Linked DNA regions of Zea mays: region 1 is linked to region 2. A link is a contact called in public Hi-C data. All regions are on one chromosome and are shown on one strand. Each heading gives the region's core, a stretch centred on a gene start, on an enhancer-like site or on the middle of the called end of the contact. The rest is flanking DNA. Distances are from core to core; before and after follow the strand shown. Region 1 holds the start of LOC103634847 (cycloartenol synthase). Region 2 has its middle 45 kb from the start of LOC103634846.

Region 1 (6,771 bases), core at 3,330-5,829, 240 kb before region 2:
TAGGGATTTTATAGGCACTAGACTAGAGAAGTAGCTATGTAGAGTGCCCAATCAGCCAACCCAATGATTCGACTAAATTTTTGGGGCGATGTTTATATGTTAACTATCTCTTTGAGGGATTTCTTGGCATTCTAACATAATTGTGAGCCTCCTATAATACCTCCCACTCATTTCTTGACTTATGCTTGTTCCTAAGTGAGATTGGTAGAGATTTGCTTTGTTGATTTGCATGTAGTGGCACTCATTATTTGATTAGGCTATAGTTTTCCTGTTACTTTTGGTAGCTGTTGCCACCTAGATGGATTGGAGTAGCTATGGTTGTTAAGAAGAGTGTTGGTGATTGATGTTTGCCTCCAACCTATGATTTTGTGTGAGGTTTTGATCCCACCTTATGAAGATGCAAAAATATACTTTAATGGAGTTCTCATAGCTAGTTGGATTAGAGTGCACCTTATGGCTTTTACATCAGCCAAGTTATGGCTATACCTTGTCACACTAGTTAGAACACAAAATATCATTTGGAGACTCGTCATATATGAATGTAGGTTGCTGACAGGCAACCGAACCACAACGATAGACCATTGGGTTAATATCTTGCCCTTGGTGGTTTGGAACTACTCTCATTTGCATTTACATTCATATCTATAGCTCTTGTGGTAGTTTCTTGACAGAGTAGCTCTCTAGTTAGCTGTAGGTTTAGTAGTAGAGTAGCTAGTTCTTAGTTACTCACTAGTTAGCTAGCTAGAGTAGCTTGTCGTATCTAGTAGCTTTTGTTGTAGTGATTTAGATCAAAAATCATTTAATGCTAGAGTTGTGTAGGGCTTGTTTGGATAATGTAATGCTAGAGCAAGTAATGTCTACGAAGGTAAGTTGTGTGCTAATTAACTTTGCTCTAGCCTTGTGATTTTGTAGAATATTTTTTTATAAATTATTCACCCTGTAGCTATCTAGATTCTTCTGGTAATGGCATTGCAGTGCATGAACACGTCCTTTGGATACGAAAACATGGGTTTTGTTTGTAACATATTGTGATAATGTTCTCGATTTGTTGTGGTAAGACCGTAAGAACTATAAAAACCAAAACCATGAATACTTTCTTTTGTAAAGAATCAACGCATAATCATAATCGATAGTTTACCTTGTTTACAGGACCAAGGTTAATGTATCGAGTGCTCTCATCTTCATAGTGAATGTGGCGCATGGCTGTGCGCAAAGCAATCTCCCTAAATTTGATCCCAGGCCAATGCATCATAACCGGTTCAACAAACTTATGGAGAGTGGCCCATAAGACATCCTGAAGGAATGAATGTGGATAGTACAAATCTTCCTGAAGTACAACAAACATCACTTAGATATTTGGAGAAATATCGAACCCTAAAATACAACTCATAAATGACGCAAAAAAGGAAAAAAGTAATATTTGTTTGAAGTCTTACTAGAATAAGTTCTCAAACCATTTCTCTTTCTTGTAGTAATTATTGTGAATGGAATTAAAAAAATACTTCAGCATGCATTTGTGAGATGCATCCCAACCATAGCATAGGTTGAAACCAATTAACATCATAAAAGTGGCCAATCCATTCTTGAATGTCCTCAATCAAAAAGGAACAAAAGGATACCTATTTCAAAAAGATTCTGTTCGGACTAATCATATATAACATTAATGATACTATCTAGACACATAATGAACTTCTGCCATATACTAATTTGGCCCGTATATATACTCATTTATACCAGTGAGCAATATAATATCAGGAAAAGCGATTGCATATATCAAATTGTTTATTTAGAAAATAATCATGATATTTCCGTGTTCAATAATGCCTCATATTCAAAAGTTTGACTTTGCGTGCATGTGGCCATCCATGTGGAGTTACAATGAGAGGATCGTACTAATTTACGATATTATGAATATATATATTTCTGATATATGTGTTACTATATATAACTCATGATGATATTTACCAAAATGTCATAGTAAATCACTTGGCGGAGTTGTGCTAAATCATTGTTTCTAGTGCTAGCCAAGTAATTAAGTAGCCTTCTCAAACAAACAAACAAACCTTTGCGCATTGGTTTCGAGCCTTGTTCCAATCAATCAGACTGTATGGGTCTCCGTAGAGTTCATTTCTGAGTTCCAAGACAAGTGGTGTAATACGCCCAACAAACCTCTTCCCATAGACGTAAGACATGGGCAAGTACACCGCTCGGCAATGACACCACATGCGACCTACGATTATTTTGTGAGCGAATAATCATCGTCATAATATATATATATATATATATATATATATATATATATATATATATATATATATATATATATATATATATATATAGTAATAAAAACGCTGTAGTTTTGTGCACCCAAAATAGTTCAAGATTAATGAATGAATTAAATTAAATGTTTGCAAACAAGAACTACGGAGATAATAAATTCCAAAAACTAGCTGTGTTTCTCTGAAAAAAAAGAGGCAGAAGTCAGGAGGAACCTGGGTGGAAAGGCAGGTGATAGGGCAACAGCCACATTTCTGGTGGCAGCGGGTTGTTACCAGACCAATCGTATACTCCGAGCACCTTGAAAAGCTCCATAATTAAACTAGGCTGTGAAAATTAACAGTAATAAACAACAAGAAACTAATGTCCCTACCGTTAGCCAGAACTTGCCCCACGACGTTGTATAGGTTGCCCCACCGCGCTGTAGGATCCAGTTGCGGCCTCTCTCCATGGCTGCTCCATCATCTCCACCACTGTCCGGGCCCTCGCCGATCAGTCTCAGAGCAACGTAGTTGAGGGTTGTGCCCAGCATTGCGCTGTGGCCCTCCATGTGCAGCCCCCACCCTCCGTCTTCGTTCTACACTTTGCAAAATTGCAGCATAGTTCAGTTCAGGGTAGTTTTTTTTTTCCTCCTTTGTTAAATCAGTAATAAGCTGAAGTAATTCAGCCAGCTGGCGCTTGCCTGATGGTTGTAGAGATAGCGGCGTATCTCCCTCTGGTGTTCTGAAGATAGAACCGCGTTCAATGCTCCGGTCACATACAGCGTTATAATCTATGTATATATATATCGCAATATAATTAATGTCGTCGTCAGTACGTAACTTCTTCTTCTTCCTTGTAACCAAAGAATATATGAAAAACATATATAGAAGGATTATTAATAATGCAAGTTAGAGAGGAGCAGGATATACACGTACCAAGCCTGGCAAAAGGAAGAGAGGGCCACTACAATCGCCAGGCCAGTGGCCATCGTGCGCCTGGAGAGCAGAGACGCGGTTGATAGCCCGTTTCAAAGAGGTCGATACAGCTTCCTCCGTAACGTCTTCGTCCTCCCCCAGCTTCTTGACAGCAGGAAGGTCCAGCTTAAGAGGGGTGCCTTTTGAATACTGCTGGACAAGGGAACATATATATATATGTGAGTAATATGTATAACTCGGTCTATATGCATATGGAATGGGAACCCTTGATAGTGAGAGTAGTAATAAATGCTCCCTCCGTCCCAAATTAAAATTCGGTTTTAGCTAATTAATAAGTTCATAGAATACTTAATGTATGTGTTTTAAATATTCATCGTCATCTATTTAAATATAAACATAAAAATTAAGGGCTAAACTGAATACTATTTTAGGATAGAGAGAGTAGTTAATTTCTTTGTCCGCTACTAATCTAATCCCCTCTCTCTCTCTTGCCATTTTTACACATTACTTCTTTTTTTTTTTTGACTGTCGCGGGGAGAGGCTCCCCACCTGAATTGTGAAAAAAATTTAGGATCGATAGGAATCGAACCTAGAACCGGCCCAGCTCGTCGGAGCTACGGCTCAGTTCCCCTACTCCTTTTTTAAGAATAAGATGTGCATTTGACATCCTTTGTATTATTCCCCTTCATATATAGGTATTCAATGTATGTATTTGAAAACAGAGTTTAAGTTGTATTGTCAATTTCTCTTATTGTGTTCTACACACGCTTTATTTACCATCTTTTTCTTTTAGATAGTTTTAGTTCTTACATTTTTTTTTTGTTCATGTGTTAAGTTGAAACTATATCTGTATTTATTATATCTTTTATTCAGAGATTTATTTTCTACTTTACCAATATATAACACTAGCCCGTTGTCCGTGTGTTCCAATTCCAACAGCAACACGTATATATGTACAGACCTGCATCTGCATGCGCATGAGGACGTCGGCAGAATGCCTGCGCTGGAAGCGGTGGTCGGAGAAGTCCCGGCGCGCCTTTTCCACCTCGGCACGCTGCTCCGGCGTGCCGAGGTCAGGCTCGAACTCCCACACGGTCCGCCCGACGAAGCGGTTCGTCGAGCGCAGCAAGGGGCCGCCGCCGCCCTCCGCCGCCACCTTCAGCTTCCACATGCGACTGTGCTATGCGTGTGTGAAGGGGCCGGCCGGGGGGCATGCAATGCAACCAAACCAAGAGAGAAATTGCTAGCTGCGCCTAGCTGACTGTGTTTGTGTAGTAGGTGCAGCGTATATATCTGCTCCGGCCTCCGGCCCTTAATTTCTATAGCAAAACGACGCCACACAATCGTTGAGTTCCGTATCAGGTTTGGGTTAGAATTCATATTATATCCCCTAATTTCCATGGGAGGTCCAGATAAACTGACCCTGCATGAATATATCTCTATCTATGTTTATATCTATGCATGAATATATCTCTATCTATGTTTATATCTATATGTTTACCTATATCTATATCTATATCTATGTCTATATATGTCTATGTCTATGTCTATGTCTATGTCTACACCTATATCAATACCTTACTAGCGCATGTAACTATATATGATATCTATTCATATATATATAAGCTATCTTCGTCAACTACTAACATACATTTATTTATCCAAACCAGCATACCACATTACCTCGAGCAACACACAAGATATGGTTTTAGTATTAATATAGTCCTATCAAAACCTTGTTTCTTTAATATGTCTAACACTCCGTATAGAATCGGAACCTATACCATGTAGGATGTAGCTATATATATATATAAGAGCGGTCCCAACTATATATGACTATATATGAAACTATACTATGGCTCTGTCATGCTTAATAATTAAGATAGACTTTCAATAGTTTCTACAAAATAAACTCTTACTAGCTAGCCAACGTGCTCATATACTACTACAACGGGAGAAAAGAACTGTGAAATGCTCATTAAAAATTAGAACAAGGATATTATATGTCTATTTCTGTTTTATCATAAAATTCGAAATCTATGATTTATATTATGATGACCAAGACATCCATAATAGAAGTTAATTTCGGTAATAGTATAAAAAATATCCTATTAAACATGTATTGAACTAGTCTAGCTACATCTACATATCTAGATATATCTTATAGTTCTAAACTCCACTAAAATTATATCTCTAGATATAAGCCATCCACACGAAGAGTCTACTCATGCATGCAGTTATGATATCGTCTATTATCAGCAGTCAGAGAAAGACATGCGTCGATTGTTAGTAAAACACCCTCTAGGACTATTGGCACAAGACAGACTATAGAGGGCCTGGCTCAGCGCCATATAGTATTTCATGGCCTTACATGGGAGGCCAAGCCTATAGTATACCGGCCAGGCCTTGGAGCCCTATGAGCCTGCAGACTTACACAGATAGGATGACTACGCGTAGGATGGAAATGGTTTCGGAATTTTTTTGGAATTTCAGAAACTGTCCGATTTTTTTCGGTCTAATTCATCGGTATCGGTATTTTTTGGAAACGATATCGATATTGGTTTTCATAATTTTAATTTGGAATCGGTATATGAATCGATACGGCGTATTACCGACCGTTTTCGTCGGTCACCGATTTTAATTGAAATTTTACCGGATTCAACTATCGAAATTTTCGAAAATATCATAAGCACATTCAGCCCACACGGCCCAGCCCGTGACCTTACATAGCCCATAGGCCATGTGGCTGGCCGTTACCGCGTGCTGCACTGCATACCTATCCCTATCCTATCCGTGGCGCCTGGCCGGTACAGCGTGCTGCTGCTGCGTCCTGCGTGTACTCAAGCGGCAAGCACTAGCAGCCAGCCAGCCAACCCAACGGCGCCCTCCACACTAGGCGGCTAGGGTTTGTGACCCGTGGGCACCTTCTAGAGCTAGAACGCCAGCGGCACATCGTCCTCGTCCAGCCAGGTATCACCTTGATTCCTAGCTTCTTCTCCCTCATCCGGTCGTCCCAGCGGCCTTCGTCCTCGCCCTTTTCTCCATGGCTCATCTAGCCCTCCCGGCGGCACATAGGCCTCTGCAGGTTATCTGTGGGTGTCGCGCGCATCGCCCTTGGCCCCTCACCCTCGCCCTTCCCTCCAGGAGTTGACATGATTAAGTGAAGTATTGATGAGGAGCTTGATTGCTATATATTTGATGGACAAGGTCATGATGATTCTATTGATATAAGTGACTTAGAAAAAATATTTGGCATATCCAATATTAAAGGTCGGTAAAAATAATAAGCATACTTTTGGCATATTAGCATGATGGAAAGCACATAAAGAAGAATATCCTATCTTGGGCGAGTTTTAGTGGTGGTGGTTGTGTACTTGATCTATTTCGTACTCGTCTTGATCCTACCATGGTAGAAGCACTTGTCTGCACCAAAGATTGGATAGATGGAGCAAGAAAAGGTTATATAGCAGCAACTTATATTTATTTACAATTTAATTAGTCATTACCTTTTTAAAATGCACTAATGGATCTTTATATTCCCAGGTTCCAAGGCTAAGTGTGTTGCTATTCCTGATAT
Region 2 (7,739 bases), core at 551-3,050:
GCCGGGTGCGTCTCATATGTGCGCCAAAGAAGAACATCACATATAATGACAAAGTGTATGGATATAATTGTCACAAATATCATAATTGTCATTATTACATAGCGGAAGTCTTACAAAAATAAATGATAATAGTAAAGCGAACTAAATATTATTCCCTGGCGCCACAAAGCTGACTAGGAGATGCCACCTAGATCAACTTGTATTCTTCATTGTAGGGCGGCTCCTCTTGGACCACCTGCTCTTCACTTGTGGGGGGTTTATATATCGCAAGAGTGAGCTCACAAAAGATCATAGCTCAACAAGTTGTGGGGAATAATGTCCATGAACTCACTAAAGGTGGGAGCTCATGTGAAGTGTAAGGCTGATCAATAAATAAGGGTTAAAGTTGAGCATGGCTTTTAGAAGTTGGTCAAATTTTATTAGCAGTTACTAAATGTTAGTAAATACCAAACCAGAGTAATAGTAGAACAAAATTGATAATAAACCACAATGCGATGGAAATTACAAATTGAATTTAATTCCATAAATTAATCATGTGAGGGTCCAAGCCGCTCATGACCGTGAGCACGGCTGATATACCAATTTTACACTCTGTAGAGGTTGCGCATCTTTACCCACAATTCATGTTACCCATCTGCCAAGGGATCATGACTCCCATAGACCTCTACCAAGGAAGCGAGGCAGGGTAACACTACGAGGCCTTTACAAAGTTTCACTAGCTTCAGAAAGCCGCTACAATTTTTAGGAAGCTCCAATGCAGGGATCCTTCGCCTGACCGTCATCGCAGCAAAATCAACCCAAGGACCTCCCTAAACTGACCACTCCCCTATTGCCCTTGCTCCTTTCGGGTAAGGTAGTCCTCCACTAGCTTTCCTAATTAGTCAGCCAAGGGCGTCCCATACCACCCTTGTGGTAGCACTGTTTTCCCGGGTGATCGCTCCATGTTCCAATTAACATAATGATCTTATCATAAACAGTAAATAACAAACTGATAATAAAAGTATGATAATAAATAATGTGTATCTTCATAACCAAAACCATATAAAGCAATAGCAGGTACTACCCAAAAATTCAGTGGTAAACAAGGTATAAAGATAGCCAAACTAGGTTAACTTATTGGGTCCCATCAAAATTAACATATGTGGATCATTATGATTAATAAGAATATTATTGGGTAAAAGAAGTGATTAAGGGTACAACTTGCCTTCAACGAGCTCCTGCTCAGCAGTCTCCACCTGCTGAACCCCCGGATCCTCAGTAGCTGGCTCGTCTACTCGCATCAATACAAACAAACATGGTATAGCAGAAATTAACATCACACCAAACAGTAGAACAGAATGCATGATAATATTCTACGCGACGTAACGAGATCGTAGGAACAAGAATCACTAAATTCGGAGTTACGGTTATCTAGTTATGAATTTCTGATGTTATTTAGTGCCTAATATAGAATAATTCAAGTGAATAATTGTAATACAAGTTTCATAGCTAAATAGAGTTACTAGTTGATAGACAACGTTAATACAAAATTAATGCCACTAGAATGGATTAAAAAGGATTTTAAATGAGTTTTATATGAATTAAATGAGTTTCTGGAATTATTTATATACTAAAAGTTTATTTTCTATAATTAACTATCTGTTTTCTTTGCTCACTGGACTGCGTGCCAAATACCAAAGAATTCAGGGGCTAATTCGAAAGATCCTCAGGACTCTAGCTACACCCGCATGAGGACTGTGGGTTAGTTATGTAAAAGCCCAAGGTCTCTTATGTAAAACTCTATGTCGAAGGGTTATCGGGCGACCGGGGCCATCCGATCAAATTTCAATGCGCCAGATTAGATTTAAACTACCCCTGAAGCGTTATGTGGAGATGGTCGTCGGATCTAGGATCGACGAGTGTCGCAAAAATGCGTGTGATTAGATCTCGACTGCTACCCTATGATCTAACGGTCCGGATAGAATTCAGCACAAAGTGTTTCATTGAGTTAATCATGGCCATCCACCCAAGGATCTATGTCACGCGCCGCGCCAAGGTTCTTCCCTGTTCACAATCATCCCCCAACCTGACGGCGCAACACCGCCGCAGCGCCATTGCCGGCACACCCAGACTCCCCTCTCCGATCGCCATTCTCCGAGCGATTAAGTGCTACCCTATGCGGGGTAGGCCACGATGCAGATGAGATGAGTACTGATCGACGGAGACAACCCATGCAAGGCGGCCACGACGACCCACGGAAGAACTCGAAGGAAAATACTCTAGTAATGAATTCGCCGCGCTCCGACCACCAATTCCGCACGCGGAGGCTTTGATTACACTCGCGGCACCCAGATGAGCCCCCTCAGCCACACTACCGCGAGTCGAAGCGACAATGGGTGGAAGCGGCGACTACACCACGATGATGTCCCTCACGGCACTCTCGGCGCGGTCGATTAGGCCCCCAACTACGTAGGCGGCGGCAAATTTGGGGCCAGTAGTTAGCTTGAGAAGACCCGCAACAGGTTTTTTTATACACGAAATTGAATGGGTTCAACTGATTCCGAAATTGCCGCGCTACACGAGCTCCCTCTCCCTCTGTGGACTTCGGCGGTCGACGAACAACCAGCTGATGAGGGGGCCCCAGTAGCAGAGCAACGACTGCGATTAATAAGCACCAGTCAGCTGACTCGGCGGCCCCACATCACAGTGGCACCCCTAAGCAAAAGGTGCCAGGCCTCGCGCGCCCATGGCTTGATGGGCCGAGGAGAGTGGATTTGGCCCATCCCACGTTTCTCTTTTTTTCTCCTTTTTCTTTTCTCTTTTTTTTGTATCCCAAGTTTAAATCCAAATTTGATTGTGAACTTTGGATTTTTAGGTTAAATATTCAAATTGAAAATGTCAGTATGAGAAGGCACATTTATGTATATATTTTTTTCTTTATTTTCATTTAGGATTTTCCTTTATCCCTTCTCTTTTCTTTTCCATTTTCAAACCCTAATCTCCATTTAGGCTTCAATTCATTTCCTTATTACTATATTTTGATTAATAGTGTTGCTATTATATGCATAGGCAACAAAACTCCAACATGATGCACATTTTATTGAGCTATTATTTATTTTAAACATGTCTTCTAATAATTCTTATGAATGAGAATGCATTACACATAAATTTTTATTCCTTTCTTTAGTTTCCAAAGTTGGGTATTACATAAATCCACCATCGATGGAGATGGTGATGGCTGAGTCGTGGCTTCCCCAAGTAGCGTCGTCCATGGGGACGGAGACGCCGTCAGCGAAGATGATGTGACAAAATTTGTTGTTGCCCCTACAGATGGGTACGTCGGCGTCCAAGACGTGGTGACAAAATTGGCAGACGATGCTACCCAAGGAGATGGGGACGTCGGTTGCCAGGACGACGTGATAAAGGTGCCATGCGGCGTAGCCCATGGAGATGGGGATGCCAGTTGCCAGGACGACGCCGCGAAATTGGCAGCAGAAGCCATAGGATTGGATGGAAACCCAAACTATCTATCGTGGTTTCAGAAACTGGGGGACAATAGATTTGTGTTCGGTGGGGATGCAAGCGCGGACTCACTCTAAATGGTGGATCACGGTGACACGAGTAAGGAACTGAGACACGGGGTTTATACTGGTTCAGGCTTTCGCCCTAGTCCAGTGCACCTAGTCCAGTGCAGTGCTGATCGTAGTATTGCTTTGAGGCGTATTTGAGAGCACCTAGAGGGGGGTGAATAGGTGATCCTGTAAAACTTGAAACTTAAGCCACAAAAACTTGGTTAAGTGTTAGCACAATAATCTCCAAGTGGCTAGAGAGGAGTCTCAACAAAACACAATAACCACAAAGATATCAATCACAGAGATGGCACGGTGGTTATCCCGTGGTTCGGTCAAGACCAACGCTTGCCTACTCCACGTTGTGGCGTCCCAACGGACGAGGGTTGCAATCAACCCCTCTCAAGCGGTCCAAAGACCCACTTGAATACCACGGTGTTTTGCTTTGCTTTTCTTAATCCCGTTCGCGCGGAATCTCCACAACTTGGAGCCTCTCGCCCTTACACTTGAAGTTCACAAAGAAGCACGGAGTAAGGGAGGGATGAGCAACACACACAAGACACAAAATCAGAATGTCAACACGCACACAAGTCGCAACAAGAGCTCACAACACAACCCGACGAGTTCACAACTCAACTAGAGCTCTAGATGCTATCACGAAGAAACAAATGCGTGGAATCAAAGTCTTGGTGCTTAGGAATGCTTTGAGTATATTTGGTTGTCTCCTCCATGCGCCTAGGGGTCCTTTTTATAGCCCCAAGGCAGCTAGGAGCCGTTGAGAGCATTCCAGGAAGGCTGATCTTGCCTTCTGTCGCCTGGCGCACCGGACAGTCCGGTGCACCATCGGACACTGTCCGGTGCGGATATCCTTCCTTATTTGGCGAAGCCGACCGTTGGGGTTAGAGAGCCGTTGGCGCACCGGACACTGTCCGGTGCACATCGGACAGTCTGGTGCCTCCTTCTAGCCGTTGGCTCGGCCACGTGTCCCGCGCAGATCGTGCGGCCGACCGTTGGCCCGGTCGACCGTTGGCTCACCGGACAGTCCGGTGCACACCGGACAGTCCGGTGAATTATAGCCGTACGCTGTTAATTCCTTCCCGAGAGCGGCAAGTTCGCCTGAGCCAGCCTGGCACACCGAACACTGTCCGGTGCGCCACCGGACGTTGTCCGGTGCACCGCCGGACAGTCCGGTGCACCCAGACCGAGCTGACTTTGGCTGAACAGAGTCATCTCATTTCCAATTCATTCTTTCCTGTTTCCAACACTTAGACACAATATATTAGTCCATAAAACAATGTACTAAGTCTAGAAACATACCTTTTGACATGATTTGCACTTTGTTCACCGCATTGCATAGATCAACACAAAAGCACTTGCGTTGGCACTCAATCACCAAAATACTTAGAAATGGCCCAAGGGCACATTTCCCTTTCAATCTCCCCCTTTTTGGTGATTTATGCCAACATAACATAAAGCAGCTAGAACAAGTGCAATATCGATGCAAATGAAAACTCAATATAGTTTTGATTCATATTTGGCATATATGGATCACTCTTTGCCACCACTTGGTTTGTTTTTGCAAATCAAACTCAATTTCCTATCTCTAAGTCAAATTCACTTGTTAAGACATAAGGAGAGTTATTCCAAGACAAATTGATTCAGGATTTCAAAAACTCCCCCTTTTTCCCATAATCAACACTTCTCCCCACAAGAAACCAACATTTTGACAAAAGGAGCCAACGAGAGTATTTTGACAAAACAAAAAGCTCTATTCTATTATTTTCAAAATTCTCAAGTGGTAGTTGATCCATTTGTTGCTTTGGCCTTTATTTTCTCCCCCTTTGGCATCCAACACCAAAACGGGATCAATCTTGGCCCTAGAACCCCATTGCCTCACCAAAATCTTCAATACGAATACACAGGCAATAAGAGTACGAAGATGAACTTGGAAAAAGTTACTCTTTCATCGGAGTGCAGTGGAAGACTTGCATGGTCCAAGTCCACCTTTTCCCTTTCAATCCTCCTTCGAGACTAAAACAAGCAAACTCAAGCACATGGTTAGTCTCAAAGGGTCAAGTTGTAACACATCTCCCCCTAAATACGTGCATCACTTTGCAACGGACTTGTGAGGTCCGGGGAGTGTTAGTACAACTTTGAGCACCATAAATAAGCAACAAAATGCATAAGGAACATGATCAAAGGTATAAACACATGTATGCTATAAATCAATCCAAGTTCCACGAATCTAGAACATTTAGCTCATTACGCAGCCTGCAAAAGGTCTTCTCATCTAAAGGCTTGGTAAAGATATCGGCTAGCTGGTTCTCGGTGCTAACATGAAACACTTCGATATCTCCCTTTTGCTGGTGGTCTCTCAAAAAGTGATGCCGGATGTCAATGTGCTTTGTGCGGCTGTGCTCAACAGGATTTTCCGCTATTCGGATAGCACTCTCATTATCACACAGGAGTGGGACTTTGCTCAGATTGTAGCCAAAGTCCTGGAGGGTTTGCCTCATCCAAAGTAGTTGCGCGCAACACTGTCCTGCGGCAACATACTCGGCCTCAGCGGTGGATAGGGCAACGGAAGTTTGTTTCTTAGAGTTCCACGACACCAGGGACCTTCCTAAGAATTGGCACGTCCCTGATGTACTCTTCCTATCGACCTTACATCCAGCATAGTCGGAATCCGAATATCCAATCAAGTCAAAGGTAGACCCCTTTGGATACCAGATCCTGAAGCAAGGCGTAGCGACTAAATATCTAAGAATTCGCTTCACAGCCACTAAGTGACACTCCCTTGGATCGGATTGAAATCTAGCACACATGCATACGCTAAGCATAATATCCGGTCTACTAGCACATAAATAAAGTAAAGACCCTATCATAGACCGGTATGCTTTTTGATCAACAGACTTACCTCCTTTGTTGAGGTCGGTGTGTCCGTCGGTTCCCATCGGAGTCTTTGCGGGCTTGGCGTCCTTCATCCCAAACCGCTTTAGCAAGTCTTGCGTGTACTTCGTTTGAGAGATGAAGGTGTCGTCCTTGAGTTGCTTCACTTGGAACCCAAGGAAGTAGTTCAACTTTCCCATCATCGACATCTCGAATTTTTGAGTCATCACCCTGCTAAACTCTTCACAAGACTTTTGATTAGTAGAACCAAATATTATGTCATCGACATAAATTTGGCACACAAAAAGATCACCATCGCAAGTCTTAGTGAAAAGAGTTGGATCGGCTTTCCCAACCTTGAAAGCATTAGCAATTAAAAAGTCTCTAAGGCATTCATACCATGCTCTTGGGGCTTGCTTAAGTCCATAGAGCGCCTTAGAGAGCTTACACACGTGGTCGGGGTACCGTTCATCCTCGAAGCCAGGGGGTTGCTCCACGTACACCTCCTCCTTGATTGGCCCATTGAGGAAAGCGCTCTTCACATCCATTTGGTACAACCTGAAAGAATGGTGAGCGGCATATGCTAGCAAGATACGAATTGATTCTAGCCTAGCCACAAGAGCAAAAGTCTCCTCAAAGTCCAAACCTGCGACTTGGGCATAACCTTTTGTTGGGGCGAAGGCAAAGACGCCACCCTTCGCTCGAGGCCTTCGCTGCAGTCGCTGGTCCGACGGAGACAAAACGGGCAGGGACACCCTTCGCTCGATACGACATCAGACAATGGCCTGCGACGAGGTCATCCCACCGCGCGGCCTCGTCCAGCTCGGAGGCCCACGTGCGATCCGGCCCATTGTAACGGGCCTTGCGTGGCCGCTGCGTGTTACAGGCCTAATTTGTAAAGGCATTCCTGTAATTACAGTCTGTAACCCTGCTTTATGGGAATATCCTGGGGATAACCTGGGTGTCTGAGGGCACATGCGTCCTTAACACAAGGCGTTGGGCGCTCAGATACCTATAAATACCCCCGCACAGTGCCCGTGAGAGGCCAGATTAACAGAGCTATTGCCATCTAGCGCGAGAACCCTGTTAACGTCACTGTTCACCCTTGTTGGATCCCCTTGCAACTGAGAGCAAGTTCCAACATTTGGCGCCCACCGTTCGTGCTACGAGAAAACCACCCGCGATGGCACCCAAGAAAGCTAACCCGAAGGCTGACGAGGCTACGAAGGCAGCACTACTTGCTGCAAGAAAGGGCAAGGCCCTCGCCCTCACCCAATCCACCCACCAAGAGGCCACTGAAGA

Evidence for each region. Hi-C and Micro-C count contacts between places; a contact is called where the count stands out from the background.
Region 1: a contact with region 2 is called in a Hi-C map of tassel, with 3 times the contacts expected there. The contact joins the promoter of LOC103634847 here to the enhancer-like site in region 2. A contact is called at or near these places in 2 of 25 Hi-C or Micro-C datasets (ear and tassel).

The regions. Positions count from the first base shown.
Region 1 is chr8:16,857,833-16,864,603 of Zm-B73-REFERENCE-NAM-5.0, reverse strand. LOC103634847 (cycloartenol synthase) reads right to left here and starts at 4,579. Exons shown (of 18, transcript XM_023300925.2): 1 at 4,156-4,579; 2 at 3,195-3,383; 3 at 2,960-3,049; 4 at 2,651-2,854; 5 at 2,493-2,577; 6 at 2,064-2,230; 7 at 1,139-1,327. The coding sequence starts at 4,365.
Region 2 is chr8:16,613,377-16,621,115 of Zm-B73-REFERENCE-NAM-5.0, reverse strand. No RefSeq gene overlaps it. Among protein-coding and RNA genes, the nearest start is that of LOC103634846, 45 kb to the right of the region's middle. Within about 2 kb of position 1,800, at least 17 of the 20 cell types and tissues checked have an H3K27ac peak or open chromatin away from gene starts, as enhancers often do. A contact at or near this core is called in ear and tassel, where this site is marked.